Regions from separate parts of the Mus musculus genome. Here regions 1 and 2 are each linked to region 3. Evidence: chromatin contacts called from public Hi-C and promoter capture Hi-C data. All regions are on one chromosome and are shown on one strand. Each heading gives the region's core, a stretch centred on a gene start, on an enhancer-like site or on the middle of the called end of the contact. The rest is flanking DNA. Distances are from core to core; before and after follow the strand shown.

What was found. Promoter capture Hi-C pulls out the DNA fragments that hold promoters and counts their contacts. A called contact is a pair of places that touch in the nucleus more often than the background predicts.
Region 1: a promoter capture Hi-C map of liver shows a contact between it and region 3, with 2.1 times the contacts expected there. The contact joins the enhancer-like site here to the promoter of Albfm1 in region 3. A contact is called at or near these places in 6 of 39 promoter capture datasets (the 3T3-L1 cell line, cranial neural crest, embryonic stem cells and 2 more), 4 of 484 Hi-C or Micro-C datasets (liver, pre-megakaryocyte-erythroid progenitors and uterus), 2 of 115 datasets of contacts at active chromatin or transcription factors (hepatocytes and liver) and 2 of 9 other capture datasets (liver and pancreatic islet).
Region 2: a contact with region 3 is called in a Hi-C map of cerebral cortex, with 1.9 times the contacts expected there. The contact joins the enhancer-like site here to the promoter of Albfm1 in region 3. A contact is called at or near these places in 7 of 39 promoter capture datasets (the 3T3-L1 cell line, cranial neural crest, embryonic stem cells and 3 more), 8 of 484 Hi-C or Micro-C datasets (cerebellum, cerebral cortex, embryonic stem cells and 3 more), 4 of 115 datasets of contacts at active chromatin or transcription factors (bone marrow-derived dendritic cells, hepatocytes, liver and 1 more) and 3 of 9 other capture datasets (adipose tissue, macrophages and pancreatic islet).

Annotation. Positions count from the first base shown.
Region 1 is chr5:90,423,930-90,426,629 of GRCm38.p6, forward strand. Gm35999 (a long non-coding RNA gene) reads left to right here. Exons shown (of 3, transcript XR_389325.2): 2 at 2,299-2,383. Among named protein-coding and RNA genes, the nearest start is that of Gm35999, 11 kb to the left of the region's middle. Within about 2 kb of position 1,417, at least 4 of the 459 cell types and tissues checked have an H3K27ac peak or open chromatin away from gene starts, as enhancers often do. A contact at or near this core is called in hepatocytes and liver, where this site is marked.
Region 2 is chr5:90,401,884-90,404,583 of GRCm38.p6, forward strand. No RefSeq gene overlaps it. Among named protein-coding and RNA genes, the nearest start is that of Gm35999, 11 kb to the right of the region's middle. Within about 2 kb of position 1,273, at least 19 of the 459 cell types and tissues checked have an H3K27ac peak or open chromatin away from gene starts, as enhancers often do. A contact at or near this core is called in cerebral cortex, where this site is marked.
Region 3 is chr5:90,559,765-90,562,464 of GRCm38.p6, forward strand. Albfm1 (albumin superfamily member 1) reads left to right here and starts at 1,445. Exons shown (of 14, transcript NM_001252661.1): 1 at 1,445-1,553. The coding sequence starts at 1,469.

The DNA of each region.
Region 1 (2,700 bases), core at 167-2,666, 140 kb before region 3:
GGGTATAAGGATAAGTGTTTAGAATTCACTTCGAAAGTACATTAATTTAGTAAAATGGTGGTAGAGTGGTCTCCTCTCATGTCTATTGAGGTCATATGACACATAAGGCATTTTTCTCCATATATAGAGAAGTATTTTCTTGAGTTGGCACACTCTGGAGAGCATTTAGGCAAGTGGAAGTTCATTTTTAAATTGATTGGATCATTCACAGTGTGGGATTCTGTTGAAGAATGTGCTTTACTAAGCGTGTTCTGCTACTCTGCCGACATCCTGAGGAACATGGGAGGCTAGGACGGTTTCCTCCAGGTAATGATGTCATGTGTTTGGAGCATATTCGTCAGAGTAACTTTGGAATGGCAAATACTTCTGATTATTTTCCCCCTTACATTCCCTGCCTGAGAAGCAAGAGATTTCCAAATCCCATTGGAGAGAAAAGCTAGAAGAAAGTAATGATCTAAGAAATTCTCCCCAGGAAAGGAGAGTCATACCAGAGATGAGCAATCAGTAACCCTTGTGCCAGTGATAAATGCCAGAGGTCTTTTTGAAATGAGAGAAACATGGAAAGTGTATGGGAAACGATATGGACAAGGTTGACAAGAATGGACAAAAAGCAGAAAGAAGGGTGCCTTCCTTGCTGCTCTCCTGGGGTGGTATTGGCAAGTTTTAATTTGGTGTTAAGTGACCTCTAACCTCTAAGTGGTTAGTATTTTTGTGGCCAGAGTCAACAAATTTTCGAGAACTGGTGAGGTTCGTAGAAGAACACAGAATAGATAAACATGCGTGGGTGGGTTCTCCAGGATAAGACATGTTGTGAATGTTCTAGATGAATTTTCCATGTGACATTGGACTTTCTGATAAACTCTTGCCAAAGGGACTGTTACCTTCTAACATGGTTTGGGCCATTGTGCCCGAGATCTGCTCAGAACACCATGTTCTTATCTCAAGGCAGCATCATCATGATGACTTAACGCTGTGCAGAGTGATGGCAGTGGCCAGGACTTCACTTCTGATTTGGGGCTAACACAAAGTATGGTTAGGATTTAACTTACCAAACTTGCCAAATACAGAAGGGCCTATTCTTTCACTTGAGACTATTTTTAGTCTTTATTTTAATGTGATTGCATATTCCTCAGGATCCTATCCTATCACAGGCTATCTGATCTAGGAGTGTGAATGATCCTTTGAGGACACTTGAATTCCTGTGTAGCTGCCCATGCCGTAGTGCCTTCTGCACTTAAGCCCAGGGTGAAGCTTTGCAGGGACCACATTTGGATGTTGTCACATTTCATAACAAGTGAGTCAAATCCACCAAAGTTCTAAAACTCTTCCTTCACTCCCATCTGCTGGCCCATGAGCTTACTGTACACACCTCTTACTTGTTTGTTTAGGATGTGACTGAACTGTTAAGATTCAGTTTCGGGACTGGGGAGATGGTCAGCAAATACTTGCTTTTCGCAAACACAAGGATCTGACTTTGACCCCCTAGAACTCATGTCAAAAAACAAAAAACAAACAAACAAAAAAAACCCGGTGTGGTGGCTCACAGTTGTTGTCCCAGAACTGGGGAGACAGAGCTGCTGGCTAGCCTACCTACTTGGCAAGCTCCAGGCTAGTGAGAGACTCTCTCAAAAGAAAAGATGAAGAGGTGTATGCTACCAGAGGGATGGGACTCAAGGTTGTCTCCTGGCTTCCACATGAGCTCTCTCTGTCTCTATGTTGCACTGTCTTCCTCTATTTCTTTTTCTCTCACATGTACCTGTACATACAAGCAAACATGCATATAACATGCCTCCCCCCTACACAGAGAGACAGAAGATTCAATGCTATAGCGTGGATGAACATGAGGGAATGATAGATTTAGAGGGTACATGGGCTAGATGAAGGTAAAGGACTAAGATGGTGAGACATTGCTAGTTTAAGAGCTTCCTAAATACCGTGTAATTATGGTCCTTTCTGCTCTACAGAGGGTCTCGCCATTTTGGCCCAGATGGGTACTTTTTGGGACCATTTTCAAGAGTTTCTAGTGAGAGGCAGTGACAACGGCTTTTGGCTTTCCCTTCAGTCTATCCGAATCCCTACCTCTTGATTTCCCTTTAGTGACTGCTAGGTCTGAGTGCACTCATCCTATCCTCATTCCTCATGACTTCCTCTCCTTCTCCTCAAAATGCTTTCCATTTCATTCTCAAAAAGAATGTAGTGTCTCTTATTTATAGTCAGAATCTCACATCTAAGGTTTGGAAAAGAAGACAAACAAAAGACCAGTCCAGAGTGAGACCATTTTCCTTCTGCTTTTGCTAGGCATGTGAATGAAATGAAACAGTAGAGTCTTCCTGAGCCCAAACTGCCAAGATGATAATGCCACTTGGACACTCTATGATGATGGGTAGATATTAACATTTCTATCTTTTTGCATTTCTTCTATAAAAATTAAAATTTCCTTAATGCATTGAATAAAGAGATGATAAATGTGTGTCTATTTTCATGCCTATGTCTATTTATTTTGCCTCTTCCTTCCCCTTCCTGTCTTCAGTAAATTGGCTGGATCCTGGGACATCTGCTGCTGAAACCCACATCCCTGGTCTCTGTCCCTGCCTTTAGGGCGAGATCTTTGCAGATCATTCTATTGTCCTCACTGGTCTCCTGCTGTCTAGATCTTTACCTTCATCTAGCTCGAGGACAGTCTAAATCAATCATTACTCT
Region 2 (2,700 bases), core at 23-2,522, 160 kb before region 3:
AATGCCTTCCTAAGATCCAGCTGTAAGTCTCTTTCTTAATTAGTATTGATGGGGGAAGGCCCATCCCATTGTGGGTAGTGTTATCTCTGGGCTGAAAGCCGGAAGAGCAAGCCATGGGGAGCAAGCCAGTAAACAGCACTGTCCATGGCCTCTGCATAAGTTCTTGCCTCCAGATTCCTAGCTTAACTTCCTGTTCTGACTTCCTTTAGTGATGAACAGTGATGTGGAAACTTAAGCCAAATAAACCCTTTCCTCCCCAACTCGCTCTTTGGTCCTGATGTTTCATTGCAATAATAGAAACTCTAAGACACAGTATCACAAACATATAAAAAGGTATCAACATAGGTGCTCTAGCTGCTGAGCCATCTTTCCAGGCCTGGAGCTGAAGTATTTTGTTGTTTTTGTTTTTTAGTTGATACCAAGCACCCACGTGCCAGCTCACAACGACTTGTTACTCCAGTTCCAGATGGAAAAGAATGTATTAAAAAAAAATTAGGTAGAGGGCTGGAGAGATGGCTCAGCGGTTAAGAGCACTGACTGCTCTTCCAGAGGTCCTGAGTTCAATTCCCAGCAACCACATGGTAGCTCACAACCATCTGTAATGGGTTTTCTGATGCCCTCTTCTGGTATGTGTATCTGAAGACAACGACAGTGTACTCATAAATAAAATAAATAAATCTTTTTAAAAAATCTGGTGGACGTGAAGGAGAGTAAATAATAAAATTACAATGAAGTAAAAATGTTGCTAAATCTGTAGAAAAGGAAAAGATAAAAGGAATTATACGGTGCAAAAGAAATGTTAACAGTTTCTTTCTGGATCCTCAAAAATCGAAGACTATCAGTTACGGGAATGGGGTAGGTATCAGGTGAATTCGGACACTTGTCTTTCAGTCTCTTTGCTATTGCTGAGCCAGGGCAGTCTTTGGCTTTAGGAGTCTCCCTTACGCCCTTACCTTTGCAATTCTATGGGAAAGTCTTACTTTCCCAAGAACATACCCCCGCGGTGACTAATGCTTTTAGCTAGGGTGTCTCCCACTGTGTTGGCTGTGTGAGAAGCAACCATAGCACTGGGATCAGTACAGGCATCAGGCCTGCCTTCATACTTTCTCAGTCTCCCAATTGTAGTCACCAGAGTGCCAGAGGGATGCTCCTGGAACTTAGTCATCCTCGGACTCAAAAGCAGTAAATGACAGGTGGTGGCTTTAGCTTATCAGTCTCCATCTTTCTTACTCTCCACAGCTGCATCTCTGTGGTGTTCCCTTGTCTGTAACCGGAAAAAACAAATTTGCAGTTCCCCAACCTGTATGTTTCCTGATTTCAGCGCCTACCCTCTCTGCCCGCCACTGCCCGAGTACTCGAATTTTAAAAATAGTTTCTCCTTCAGGATGACGTCCAGGCGTTGTCATCTAGCCACACCATACAGCCTCCCAAAATTGGAATTCCTTTCTTGGAACGGTTTCCTGGAAGATTCACAGACTCACCAAAACCCGCAGCTGAATTTGAGTCCTGTGAGGGTGGCGGCTTGTCCTCAGTGAGGGTGGGACTGCCTGCCGCTGTCTGCCTTACCTTGAAGTAGCTTTTCTCTCCTTCTTCTGCCTGCGAGCTACACAACTGACGCCACCCTAGGCTTGACTCTCTGGATAGCCTTTTTTTGATAGCTGTGTGTGTGTGTGTGTGTGTGTTTTCACTTCCTTTGCGGGATTCTGAAATCTGGAACTCTTCTGCTGTTTCTTTCTTAGGAATAAAGTCTATTCTTTCCTTATTCTGACTCTTGGTCAGCTCTCACAGAGACCACGTCTCCTCTGACCTCTTACCTGGGACCTCCCCTCCCCCACGTTTTCACTTTTAAGATATTACAGGTGAATCCTACGTGGCAAGGCTTCTCGTCAATTTCTGATTTACAGTGATTACTTCAGGAATAGAGTATGCACAGAATTAAAGTGGTTTCCGGTCTATTGGCCATTGTTATTTTAAGGCTGGTTAAAGAAGCTGAAAAGTGTCTAAGTGAATCAATATTTTATTTATGGTACAAGGATATCAGATATGTACCAATACGTCTTCTTGTCTGCCACAGTGGCTCTTTCCCCTGAACCCGCATCTTTAACATCTTCAAAGCAGCCATTATAGGACTTTCCTTCTTATGTTTATTCTTTTGAAACAAAAAAATGTCTTAAGTACATTTCTAAAGGGCACCTACACAAGACTTGCAGTTTTCCCCTTTACATCTTTTAAAGACTTATTTTATTATACTCGGAATGTATGAGTGTTTTACCTGTATGTACGTACACGGGCCTCATACTTGGTGCCCATAGAAGCCAGAAGTGGCTGTCAGATACCCTGGCATGGGGATCACTGAGGTTGTGAGCCACAACTTTGGTGCTGGGCCCAGAACCTGGGTTTTACTGAGCTAGAATTACACACCACACAATTCACCATTTAAATGTCCAATTCAAGAGCTTTTTGACATATTCATATGCTCTCATCACTACAATTTTGGAACATTTTATTATCCCCACAGGAACCCCACGTCTAACTCTTAGTCACCTTATTTTCTCCAGCTGCTAAATGTTTCCCCTCTTCTTCCCATTCTTAAAAATGATGAATGGAGTCATGCATCTGGTCTTTGTGAATGGCTGTTTTACCTAGCACAAAGTTTAAAAAATGTATCCTTTGGGGGTAGGGGAACTGGCGGGCAGACAT
Region 3 (2,700 bases), core at 195-2,694:
CAGGTGCTGTATTTTAATTAAATATTTCAATTGCAACAAAACAGTTTCTGTGTCTGATAAACGAAACCTGCAAATAGGCGGTGGCGGCTAAGCCATCCTGACTGAACAGTTCTTAACCACAGGCTCCACAGTATGCCGAAGAGAGAATATTCTGGAAGCTGTGCACGTTACAGAACCAGGCATCTGAAAGCAAAACTGAACTTGGGCATATCACGGAGTGTGGGTCATGAGAAGGTTCCCGCGTCAGATGATGCATTCAGGTTTTCCACGGCCAGTTAACTCAGAGATACCCCGTTTTTCATGAGCTCCTTGAAATTGGATCTGGGTCTTAGCATCATGCTTAGGACTTCGCCAGTGCATGGTATGACACGTTGACAACAGATGGCCTGTTGATCAAACCTCCATGCCTCTGATTTACTTTTGTGTCTCTATACAATAAAGCCATCTCATAAGAAGTACGCACTGACCCCTCACAGTTTGACCAGATATAGCTCAGATTCTACTTTGAAGGGGTCGCCTGTTGACAGGGAAAGTGCTTGTTTATTGCAGTCATGAGAAAAGCCTTAGGCATTTTGATTTGTTTTTCCTATGATAGGGAAGCCCCAACCATCATTGGGACTTTATAGAATCCCAAAGATATCAACATGAAGTATCAGCTATCAGATTCTTTACCGGACTCTAAAGTTTCTGCTTATAACTCTAAAAGGTTTTTCATTTCCTCATTTCAAATCAATTAAATATGGGTGAAACAAATCACTCATTTGCCTCTGACCTTTTAGAAAAAAAATGTTTTTTTTTGAATTTCTGAGTTTGCAAGGACTATGCTTTAGTGTATTTATATAAATGATGAGCTTGGATTCTAAAATTAAACTTTTTATTTGAGATTTTCAAGGAAAAAAAAAGAATTGGTCTTAATTTTCCATTTAGGCAGTGGTGACGTGTGTGAGTGAAAGTCACATGATGGTCCTGATTGACAACCAGCACTCAGGGATAGGAGTCCTTTGTGTTTGCTGGCTTGGCTGTGCCCTCCACCTCTCCCCTCTCCAGGGTCTTGGCAATGCCAGTGTTGGCATTGACACCTGAGTCCAGTCCACTTGCCCAGTCAAAGGCAGTTCATGTTTGCTTTCTCTTTGCCTCTTTAGAACTTTGCACATGTAAACAGGCATTTCTATGAAACGAGATACTGTAGACTGGCATTTACCAAACAGGTGCATCGTTTGCTAGCACGAGGCCTGTGTGTTGCAATCTCAAACATATCATAGGTCGACATGATCTGCTTTAAATTCCTGTATTCATTAACAAACACGGACATTTCTTCACTGTCCTGAGTTTGTCCGGTTTCATGACAGTCCATGGGAGCCTTAAGAAAAACTAATATTCACTAGAAAAGCTAACGGTTAATGATAATTGCTGGAAAAGAATATAAACACCATCATTCCTCTCAAACGGCGGAACTTCATCTGAAACAATGGAGGTTCTTAAAGCTCTACCCTTCATTGTTTTCTTCAGCTACAGTAAATGTGAGTCTCTCCAAACAAGTTTACTACATGCAGGTAGGAAATCCCATCTGCTGCCTGTGTGGCCTATGTGTAAGGATTATATGAGGAACCATGACAGTCACTAACACGTGTGTGGAGAGCCTTATCTTTCTCAGTGGTCATCGCTGTCAAAAAACAGTCATTGACACTTGCTAGACACCTGTGAGTGGAATGGCCTGAGAAACAGGCCTGTACGTTGAGGCCACTCCTCTGGGACTACCCCACTTTAAGCTTCCCTTCTTTGTCCCCAGTCTAGATGAGAGACTGCTTCGTTTAAGCCAATGTTTGAAACTGGCTAAAGTGAATTCAAATAGAGCAAAAAATGGGAACGACTCGGGAATAATCCTGGAAGCTACATTATTACCTGTTATTACAAGGCAATATGCTTACCCCTTGACACGTGTTTTCATTTAATAATCTTTTACATGTGTGTGTTCTGTACATACGCGTATGTGCACATGTATGTATAGGTTGGAGGTTGGCATAGGGTGTCTTCCTCAGTTGCTCTTCAACCTTAATTTTCTGAGATAGGTTCTTACTGAGCCTGGAGATTACTGATTGGCTAGAATGTCTGGAGATTACTGAGCCTGGAGATTACTGATTGGCTAGAATGTCTGGCGATTACTGAGCCTGGAGATTACTGATTGGCTAGAATGTCTGGCCAGTGAGCTCCAGGGATCCTCCTGCAGCAATAATGGGATAAGAGACTCAAGGTACTTGCTGGGTCTCGAAAGTAGGTTCCTGGCATCCAGGCTCACAGTTTTATGATTGTACAGCGAGTGCTCTACTGACTGAGTCATTTTCCCAGCCCCTCATTCGCTCTTCGTACCCACACAAAGCGCTAAAACTTCACACGTACATGCAAATGCGTTTTATAAATAGAAGTTGAAATCTAAAGAGTTGCCTTTAAAACCTTTACTTTTGTGCAGCAATGGTAATTGCTAATGGTTGCTTACGTAAAAGAAAGCTGCTTGGTTCTTTGGAAACCGTTAGTGTAAGAAGAAAGACACAGCTCCATCGAGGTGTATGTGTGTGTGTGTGTGTGTGTGTGTGTGTGTGTGTGTGTGTGTATGTGTGTGTGTGAGTATGTGTGTTGTGAGAGAGAGTATGTTTGTGTGTGTGAATGTGTGTGTCTCTGTGAGTGTGTGTGTGTGAGAGTATG